Regions from separate parts of the Mus musculus genome. Here region 2 is linked to region 1. Evidence: chromatin contacts called from public HiChIP or PLAC-seq data. All regions are on one chromosome and are shown on one strand. The core of a region is the stretch at or near the end of the contact, and the rest is flanking DNA. Distances in the headings are between cores, read along the strand shown. Region 1 has its middle 13 kb from the start of Gm41312. Region 2 overlaps Oxr1 (oxidation resistance 1).

Region 1 (5,395 bases), core at 1,315-3,814:
TCTGGTGCTTTCAGCTTTTCTGTCATGTTTTATAATCTTACAGTCTTCAGAATTTCACAGATGGTGACTCTTTCTGGAGGTTAGATGAGCAATTAAAGCTCTGTCTGGTTGCTTTGTGTCAGTACATATGCTACCCACATTTCATGCTGAATGGAAGCAAACCACACAGTCCTCTCTTGCCTTACTTTCCTCTTTGGGAATTTAGGAATAGAAATAATACTTCTTCCTGACTCTGGTGAGGAATGAGTCACAGGGAAGATGTTATATCTAATTCAGTTAATATCCACCAAAGCCGGCTGAAGGCATAGATCCTCAGACCTGCTTCTAAAAGTAACTTGGTCTAAAACTGTCCTCAGTAGGAGGTCACAGCTCAGAATCAAATGATGTTAGAAACAGAGGCTACAAATTAACCTTCAAGGGATTACTTACCCAGAGGTTGTCTGCTTGACTTAAAGGCATAGGCTTCTACTCTGCTCACTGTTCATCTACTGTTCAGCTTGTCTGAATCTTAGCAGCGGCACATATTTAGCATTCATTCCTGTTTTATTGCCTAGACTTTTACCTAATGAGTTAGGCAGTGGTTGAGTGTTTGAATAGAATTCATGATAGCTTGGGTTTGGTATTTAGTACTGAAAAATAAGAGGAAACAAAGAATATTGCATTGTATAAGAACCAGAAAGGCTTTTGATTAAATTCAACAAACTTTATTGCATATCATGTCTATAATAGAGAAACATCTATACATGGAAGGTAAATCTGGATAATCTAATAATGCAGTCACTGCCTGGATGGAATTTATAATAAAATTAGAGTAGACAGAGCTGTATTGTCAATGCCTGGATTGGGGCTCAGTAAAAGTCTTTTAAACAGTTGGTAAAGGCCATGAGAAGAGTGAAGTGTTGTTATTAGTCTCTAAATATGGATGGATTTTTGAGTGAAAGAGATGGAAGAAAGGTCAATGCTTTGGTTCACACTAGGTAAAGCAGATGTGGGCATTAAGAGGAGGGTTTGTTGGTGTTGAGCCTGGCACATGCTGTGTTGTGATGCGAAAAGCCAACTGGGAAAGCAGCCCAGTGTGCTTCTGAATTATGGGACTATGGTATACAGTCCACAGAGAAAGGTGCAAAATGAGCTAGACATGAAGTTTAAGGATAGATTATAGAGGTTGTACATGCTGTAAAACTTGACTTTAGGCCATGTGAAACATGAGCCTTTGAAAATACAGGCAGTATTGTGCTGGTAAATTTTATATAATAGAAATCAGTTTGGTTTACAGTCCTTCACTATAGAGACTTCAAACCAATCTGCCCATCTGAGATCACTGGACTGAGCTGGGAAGAGACACATAGGGCATATGTAATTCTTTGCAGATTGTGTGCTGACTGCAAGGTGCCATGTCCAGGGCTTGGAATGCTCCGAGGTTTCTTCTAGAATGTTTATATTTAAATCTTCTTAATAAATATACTTGAGACAAAAGGAAGAGCAGATAAAAGATGACAGAAAGGGTGGCAACATCTGACACAGAAGGAGAAAATGCTCAATGAAGAGAAAGGTTTTGAGTCTGGGGAGTGAGGCTCTGTTTCATGGTATCTATGACCTCTGTGAAACCCTATGTACATTTGTGTATCAATGCACTGTAGGGAATGATTGTCTATTAGATTTTTTAATAGGTCTGTGAAACCAACTTAACAGTTAGACTGTCATTTTAGATAGGAGTGATGATTGAATTTGGTAAGCAGTTGTGTGTGCATGTTGTATAACGGTGATATGAGAAAGAGTTGTGAATGACATGAAGATACTTTAAGTTGGACACCTAGAAAATGAACACTCCTGATAATAAAAAAAGAAAAGAGAAATAGATAATAATTTCCTAAGTAAAATTGGCAGTTTTAGAATGAGATAATCTGAGGCACAATAGAACATATAAGATAAAGTAAGAACATGTAGTATTTACTCTAAGTAATGTAACTTCATTCCTAATTCTTTTGTGATTAGATACATTACTGATTATACATACTGGATGTTGGATTTCCGATATGGATAAATATCTGAAGTACATATTTAATGTACCAAAGTAGACCTGGGCTCCAGGTTTTCCCAGCATCCTTTAGTCCTTACCTGGAATACCCTGCCCATAACCCTGAACTCTTCAGCCCAGGGGCTTGGCTTCCACTCCTTCTGAAACTTTTCCCTATATAATATAGAAATTTTGTTCTCTCTCCCTCTCTCTCCCCCCCTCTCCCTCTCCCTCTCTCTCTCCATTCACACTTTATTTCTTTCTTTGCCTCTTTTCCCTGTCTTTGTCTTTCAGCCAGCCTGAAAGTGAATTCACAATAAACCTGCCTTTATGTACATTAATCTGACTTGAGTTGGCTCATATTACTGGTGGAGAATAACATATCACAGGCCAACTCAACGACACTTTGAAGGCAAAAGCAGAGAAGGGAGAAGAGATGGGATACGAGGTAGAGTGTTGGCTTACACAACATTCCACTAGGCTCTTCCCAGGGTCCTAGCAATGGATTGCATCATCATCAGCTGCAATCACCTGCCACTGCCAGGTGTGGGCAGCATATACAAGGACTGTTTCCTACTCCAGTTCTCTTTCTCTGTTCCCAAGTGTTCCTGGCCATTTCTCTCTTGCCCTTTCTGTCCTTCTTTTCTGTCCTTCTCTGCCTCACTTCTCTTTCTCTGCCCTCTGGCTCTGCTCCTGTCTGCCTGCCTCTACCCCTTCTCCAGGTCCTTGCTCTCTTTCCGTCCCCTTTTATCCAGATCAGTTGTGTGTTGTGCTTTCTCAGAGGGATGGGATCTCCCCTGAGAAATTGGCATGGGATCTCCAGGTATCCCTGAGCCCTGTATTGTATTTCAGAACAGAGAAAGAGAAAAGGCCAAAGACAGACTCAAGTCCCACTCTATTGCAAGTTATTTGTTTTATTTTATTAATTTTTTTCATACAATATATTTTGATCCTACTTTCTCTTCTCCCAGTGAAGTAGAAATTTCTGGTTTCTTTATCAATTCAGTTGTGTCACATGATGTTTTTCTGGAAAGTGTCTTGTGAGAAGGCATGTGATATTTTGCTGAAATCAGACACTTGAGAAGGCATGTGATGTTTAGAAAGAATATAAATGGAACCCCATAAACAGTGAGAGGATGCTATTGCATTGCTCTGCGGTACAGTGCTTCATTGGTCTTTGATGGTCTTTGTTGGTCTTTACTGGTCTTCACTTCATAGAAAGCATATGCACAAAAGAACTTCTCGGGGCATTCTGGCTAATTCTGACAGCTTTTGCTGACTCATTCAGACTCAGCAGAACCTTGCTGTTTCTGCTGAATCAGGCTGCTGCCACTATTGATTGGTGTTTGGTGTTTACTACTGAACAGAACTGCTGGTATCTTGACCATGAAGAGTAGCATAGCCCCAAGGAACTACTTCTAAACTGGTCCCCAACAACCTTTACTTATTAACCTTGTTTTTCCCCTACCTCTGGTTGGTGGGTTAGAGGGATGTAGAATTGTTTAAGAACCCCAAATAAAGTAAGTTGTGGAAAAAAATCCAAGACTACACCCAATGTTCCCAGATCCTCTCCTGTCCTTCCTCACCCATTCCCTCAACCCCTGTATCCCTGAAACAAAACAAAAACAAAAGCAATATTGAAACCCCATTAGCCAGCAGGTATCAGAATTTACTGGAAGGTTGATTAGTGTAAAGATTACGGAAGCTAAGAGGTCAAAGGACTTTAAACTTCTAAACTAAACTGGCCAGTAACTTTGTTCCATTCAGAAAATTTACCTTATCTTCCAAGTTCTCATTTACCTCATTTATAAGATGCAAATATGGAACTATTCAAATTGACTTTGGATTGGAGATGAGGTCTATAAATGGCTGGTGAAAGATGTCCTTGTCCAAGCTTGACAAACTCTTTGGTGTTCATTACAGTGGAAGCCAACACAAACATTAATTTCAGAATGACTATAAATTAGAAAATATAGATAAATAAAATTTTAGTTTAGTTGGATTATTGAAAAATTCTCTCCAATCATACATTTTAATTAGTAGATATATACAATAAGCTAAGCAAAATTGTATGTAATTGAAACTGGTAAGACTTTTATATGCTGCTCACCCATTTGGGAACCTCAGTGACAACTGACTTTACTGGTTGCTGATCAACATGCAGTTGAGCTGGAAGTACTTCAGGATTTCAAACTGGAATCATATAATTTGTATTGATTTGCCTTCAGCCTTCATGTGACTTACTAAAAATGTCAATCTAAAACAAATCTTAGTGGATTGAATTACTAGTTCAGCTCTTCCTCTAAATGACAAGACATGAATATATTAGCTACTAAGGCTTCCTCCTGGATATATTTTTAAATTTTAAATTAAAGACATCAAACAGCTAAAATAATTTTTGTGAGTTATTATAACAAACTCCAATAAATTTGGCCTATGATTCTGACTACCAGACCCTGAAATTAATGTTTTTTGTTTTTTGTTTTTTTTTGCTTCATGTTACCCAATCTCCTCTGACTCTAATTCACTTTCTTGTGCATTGGTGCCTATGTGTGTGCTTACATGTGTTTGGTTATATATAAAACCTTGTTTGTAAACATGTGTGCATACATGTGTGTACATATATGTATTTGTTTATATATAAAGCCTTGTATGTAAGCAGTGTATCTGCATGTGTGTGCACACATGTGCTTATGTGCAAAGCTGTCCTTTGCCTCTTTCTCCTGAAGATACTGTAATGACAGCCAGATCCTAGAACAATCCAGAATGACATCTTAGTCTGAAGATCTTACATCTATAAAGAGTTATATTGAAGATAAGATGGATGTTCACTTTTCGATATGTAAGGTAACATTCACAGCTTCTAGGGATTAGGAAAGGGATACATATGTGGGATATCAGCTTTTCTTTTTTCAGACTAGCACAGTGCTTGCCAGAAACTTAATATATGTAGAATTCTGTTTAGAATACATCATTTAAAAATGAGAATGACGCAATTTATGTAAATAGAGATATAAAAATAGGAGAAAATGATCTTAGAAAAAATGAGATTTTATCTTGTCATAAGTCTCCAGACATTGATTCTTATTGTGATTCAGAAATTGTGGAATACTTCTTTTCAGGAAAAGATTTTTTAAAAGTATAGATTTTTTTTTGAGGTAAAAACATAATGAAAACAGTAAGAATAAAAGTTGGTCCCAATACAGAGATACTGCAAAGAGGAATTTCAGGTGGTTGGAATGTAATTAAAATATGTTCATTCTTGATAATAGGAGAAACCATTCTTCTTCCATTTTTGGCTGGTTTTTCCTTCGAAAAACCATCAAGCTCCCAATAATTTACCCTGAGTGAACTTACTGACTCTGCTAGCATTTGATC
Region 2 (5,395 bases), core at 1,705-4,204, 410 kb before region 1:
CCAGAGCTTTGATCTACTGGCTGCTGTATTCCCAACATTGCTTCTGGTGTTCTGGGCTCTGTTCCCAACCCTTTGGGCAACAGTATTGCACTAGGGAGTCTGTTTCTATTTGCCTTTGTCCCCAATGTTCTTTCCTTCTCACAAACTGCAGTTCAATTTGTTGTCTCTGTTTACACAGAATATCTTTAGGACAATTGAAATTAATACCAAGGTTGCATTAGAACCAACAGAGTGAGTTCTCTGTTTAAGAGAGCAGGTTCTGCCCCCATAGAGCTCCTCACCAGTGCTTTTTTGCACTGTGGGCATGTTTACTAGTCCTTTACTATCACTAGGAACAAGCTGAGCATGTTGCCAGCTGGCTTTGGCATTGCAGTTCCTGCACTCCTTGAATGTTCTTCATTTTATCCAAGCCTCTGGCTGCATGCTCTCTGATCCGAGAGCTCTTCTGACTACTGATGTGTATCAGAAAGCACCTGTACCCCTCTGTATGACGTTTTCTTCCAAACACTTACCGCCAAGTGATACATATTGATTTATGGCTAGTTAACTTGAGTAAGATTTAAGCACGGAGATGTTCAATACAGTCCCTGCATCTAAACCAATACTGTCAGATAGCAAAGCATGCCTGCTTTATGACCCAAACACACGTAGCCATTCAGCAGGTGTTCAAGAAATATTTATAGAAAATTGAACTGATTGAAAGCACAATTGATATATGCCAGATTAATCAATGTATGAATAATAATGGTATTATATTTTAAATTTCCTTCTAAATTAATCATACTTTGGGTAGCATGTGTTAACTGACATCATCTAAATTGTGATTTAAAAGTACTAATAGATCAAGTAAATGGGATTATATTATTAAAAGATTAGCTTTTATGAGGGTGGGGTGGCATGGAGAAAGTGTTCAAGGCACAAAGACCAACTCATGATGAAGCCCACTGTGGCTTCGAGGGGACAGAAAATAGGAGAGAGATGACATTCTAGGAAACAAGTGCCTTCATAGAGCTTGTAAATTATTTTTGACAATTTTGATTTTAATCTCAGAGCCACAGGGATACAATTAGGATTTTAAGCAGAGCATTAATGGAATCAGATTTGACCTTTAGAAATTAACCATAAGTCATGTAATGGGTTACAGAGAGATATGTCCTGAATATAGGAGACCACCTCTGAGCTGATGGTTGTAATCTGTGTGCTCTATGAAGCACAATTATGGCAGTAGGGATTAAGAGAGGTGAATTAATTCAGGAGGCTTTAGAGGGTGGCTTGATTTTTTTTTAATTTTTAATTATTTTCTATTTTTTGGCTAGTTGTGGCAATGTTTGTTGGGCCTTGGAAGGGAGAGGAAAGAACTAGTTTGGCACTAGAGAATGGAGAAGGAAATGAGTTTAAAGGGCAAATGATATAAAATCAACTTTGAAAGGCTAATATTGGAGTACCTCTGGTGTATCCTAATGGACATGACTAAGTAACAGTTGGAGATATTGGTCTAAAGTTTGTAATAATCTTCAGGGTGAGTAATTTAGATGGCAGCATCTTAGATATGAACTGATATTACCTAGGGGCAAAGTGTTCTTATACAGTTTGTATTTAGACTCAGCACTATCACTGTTTTATCCCACTTACTTTCTGTTTGGGTTTTCTCTCCTCCACATACACATGCACATTTGTATGTGCACACACACACACACATACACACGCACGCGTGCGCGCGTACACACACACACACACACACACACAGAAAAATATTTGCTGACTTATTTGACAACAAATTACACACATTGTAGTCCTCTACCTCATTTACTTAAATGCATATTTCTTATGGTTATTCATGCTTAAAAAATAACACAATGTAACGTTTAGATTTGAGTAAATTCTACATTGATTTAATATACTTCTTAATAATCTCATGTCTCTGTCCCAGTTTTGACTACTCGTCCATTAATAACTCTAGGCTGCATTAATTTTCAGGATAAGGTGTATTTTTTCAGCTTCCCCAACTGTATATAGGATGATTTTCATATATATGTATATATATATATATATATATATATATATATACATATATATATGTATGTATATATATATATATATATATATATATATATATATATATATATATATATATCCTCCAAACCTTGTTATGTCTCTCACAGGAAGGAAAATGCAGATATTTAAGTAATCAGTATAATTCATGAATTTAGGGTGTGTGTGTGTGTGTGTGTGTGTATATATATATATATATGTATGTATATATATATAAAACGGTCATTTCTTGTAACTTTCCCATCTATCTAGAGAAGACAAGGACAAGGATACTATGTTCCCAGATGGACCTTTTTAGTATGTGGCACTTGATTTTATGCTGTTTCATGAGTAGGAAAACATAAGATCTAGAAAGTGGGGTTTTTTTGTTTGTTTGTTTGTTTGTTTTTTTATTTTTTCGAGACAGGAGACCATGCTATTATGCTATTTAAGTTGCACTTTGTTCTCTTGTTTGTTTGTTTTTTCCTCTTAGAGGGGTGAGGCAGGTTGGAAACAGGTTTCCCTATGTAGTCCTGGCTGTCCTGGACCTCTCTCTGTAGACATAGTTGGGCTCAAACTCAGAGAGATCTGCCTGCCTCTGCCTCCCTAGTCCTGGGATTAAAGGATTGTTTTCTCTCCCTCTCCCTCTCTCCCTCCCCCTTTCCTCCCCATCCCCCTCCCTCCCGCCCCACCCTCTCTCTCCTTAAGTGCTGTCAAAATAAACAAAGGATGAGGTAGAGTACTGGACCGAGGTACAAAGCCCACTCGACCGACCAAATAGTATTTAAGATTCAGATTCCTACTAAGGAAAGGCAGGATATAAAGCATTGGCAGAAGTAAATTTGTGGTCTTGCAGCAAGGAGTCTAGAGGAGGAAGCATTCCCAGTTTACCAGGACCTGAGGCACAATGGGAAGCTTTAGTTACAGGAAGCCTCTGAACGCCCTAGTGAAGCTGCTAAACTGGTTTCTGTTTCCCTTTGTGGGTGTTTTGTTCAAAGAAGAAAAGCAAGTTTTGGCCTGCCATTGGTTACACTAAAGGTTGATCTTTAGTTAAAAAGGAATGGATTTGTCAGGATCATTTTCCTTCACTAGGATCCTAATTTAGGTGATTTTGGCTCAAAGTCACCCACACCTGAAAATTTTCTTCCTTCTTTAACTGCGGTTCAACATAGAAACTTTGAGAAATGTACCTGGATTGATCTGCACAACCACCTACAAGGAAGATGTTTGTCCAGTGATCAAAACAGTACACACTGGAGTCCTTAGCTGCCCACAGGAACCGCCACCAACATGAACAAGAATACATCTGTCATTAGGGTCTCTGAGAAATCTGCCACAGAATCCATGAACTCCAGCAAGAAAGAGATGCATGCCTTAAAACCAGAACTGAATAACAGGCTCATAGAGAATAGGTAAACAATAGGGGCTTTGAAATCTGGTGAATCTGAGATTGAATTCTCCCTGCTACTGTTACCTCATTGCTTTTTCTGGACAACATAAAGGTCTATGTGCCCCAGTTGCATCTAGAGTACAAAAGAGAGAGAGAAATAATATCTACCCACTAAGGTATTAAATTAGGATTGAAGGAGACAATATATGCAGAATATCTTAAACACAGGGGCTGGCATATGGTGGGTGCTTGAAATAGCTCCTAGTACCCTTTAACACACTAACAAGGGCTGATCCAATACAAGGCAGAAGAGAGACTGAAGGCAGAATCAGGGGAGAGAAGAGAACTGAGCCTTCTTCAGGTTGCTGGCACAGTCAGTGGAGGAAGGAAAGCAGGGGACAGAAGGCTTCATCTGTAGACGGAAGGTGGCTCCATGCTTGCACGCATTAGCAACCAGCCAAGGTCATTACTGGAATGCATCCATCTCAGTAGATGCTCCTTCCATATGACATGGACCCTTTTAAAAACTGCTACAGGAAGCCAGGCGTGGTGGTGCACGCCTTTAATCCCAGCACTTGGGAGGCAGAGGCAGGTGAATTTCTGAGTTCAAGGCCAGCCTGGTCTACAGAGTGAGTTCCAGGACAGCCAGACAGCCAGGACAATATGGAGAAACCCTGTCTCGGAAAAAAACAAAACAAAACAAAAACAAAAAACAAAACAAACAAACAACAACAAAAAAAAACAGCTGCCGGAGCACAAGCACAGGAAGCCTATTTAACAATGAAGAAAGGCGAAGTATGTCTCCCAGGTGATTGATTACATTGGAACATCATCAGGAAAGAGCAGAAAGCACTAGGGTCTACAAGATAGCATTTGACTCCAAATGTTCACATGCACAGGAGAGAATAGTTGTGCTTCTCTCACAACAGAGAGAGATGGTGTGAGCCAAAGAAATGTATTAGAAGTCTGGAGATGAGTTCAAACACACGTGGACTACTGGGGAGAGTTGCCAACCTCAGAGCTGGGTGTATGGAGCTTTAACTTTGATAGCGGAGTGAGCATTCAACTTCTGTATCTAAGTAAGTTGTTAGTGTAGTAGTATAGTGCCCTTAAGAAAGGCATGCAAAGAGGGGAAGGGGCAGCTGCTTCAGACAACAAGGCTCTAGGTTAGATAGGACAACGGCGTTGTTCTTTTATCCCCCAAATTTCTAGGCAGAGTGCCCAAACTAGTGTTTGCACAAGGTGTCGAAACTCAGTGAGCTGGAGCTTTGGGCTCTCTTAGTTTCTGGGACACTGGTCAGTTGGCATCCACTTACCTAAATATTACAAGGCATACAGGAAGGACTCTTCCTCCACAGCAAAGGGCAGCATGCTTTGAGTGGCTTCCAAGAGGCTGGTATTCTGATATTGTTGGCAGAATGATGACCTCGAAATGTGTCTTTATTCTGCTTTCTGTAACCTATGAATATCACCATATGGTGGAGCACTAATGTCTTACCAGATGAGATGTTTGATAGTTCGCTGCCTTTGAGGTGGGAATTTTTTGTCAATCATGCCTGTGGACCTATTGTAATAACAACAGTCAAGTGACAAGGGAGGCAGGAAGGGCAGATTCAAAGGGATGCGACATGAGAAACTTTGAAGATAGTGTGAGACCATGAGCCACAAAATGCTCATGTATTTTATAAACCTGAAGAAGCAAGAAAGTAGATTTCCCCGTGGAGCTTCCAGAAAAGAAGATAGCCTGCCAGAAACCCCATTTTAGTGTAGAAAGATGGATCTGGACTTCACACTACTGGGAATTTAGATTTGTATCATTTAAGTTTATAACTTTTTGGTAATATACTGTGAATACAATAGGAATTAAAAATAACTATTAAATACATGTCATATACAAGGCTGTACTAAGTATTGTCATCATTTTATAGAAAATAAAATGACATGGAGAAATCATACCTGGTCTGATATAAAAAA

The links. HiChIP or PLAC-seq counts read pairs in DNA pulled down with a chosen protein or histone mark.
Region 2: an H3K27ac HiChIP or PLAC-seq map of embryonic stem cells shows a contact between it and region 1, with 9 times the contacts expected there. The contact joins two enhancer-like sites. A contact is called at or near these places in 1 of 15 datasets of contacts at CTCF or cohesin (the NIH/3T3 cell line), 2 of 115 datasets of contacts at active chromatin or transcription factors (both in embryonic stem cells) and 1 of 9 other capture datasets (embryonic stem cells).

The regions. Positions count from the first base shown.
Region 1 is chr15:41,327,435-41,332,829 of GRCm38.p6, reverse strand. No RefSeq gene overlaps it. Among named protein-coding and RNA genes, the nearest start is that of Gm41312, 13 kb to the right of the region's middle. Within about 2 kb of position 2,564, at least 18 of the 459 cell types and tissues checked have an H3K27ac peak or open chromatin away from gene starts, as enhancers often do. A contact at or near this core is called in embryonic stem cells, where this site is marked.
Region 2 is chr15:41,739,635-41,745,029 of GRCm38.p6, reverse strand. The region is part of intron 3 of Oxr1 (oxidation resistance 1); the gene reads right to left. Among named protein-coding and RNA genes, the nearest start is that of Abra, 130 kb to the left of the region's middle. Within about 2 kb of position 2,954, at least 29 of the 459 cell types and tissues checked have an H3K27ac peak or open chromatin away from gene starts, as enhancers often do. A contact at or near this core is called in embryonic stem cells, where this site is marked.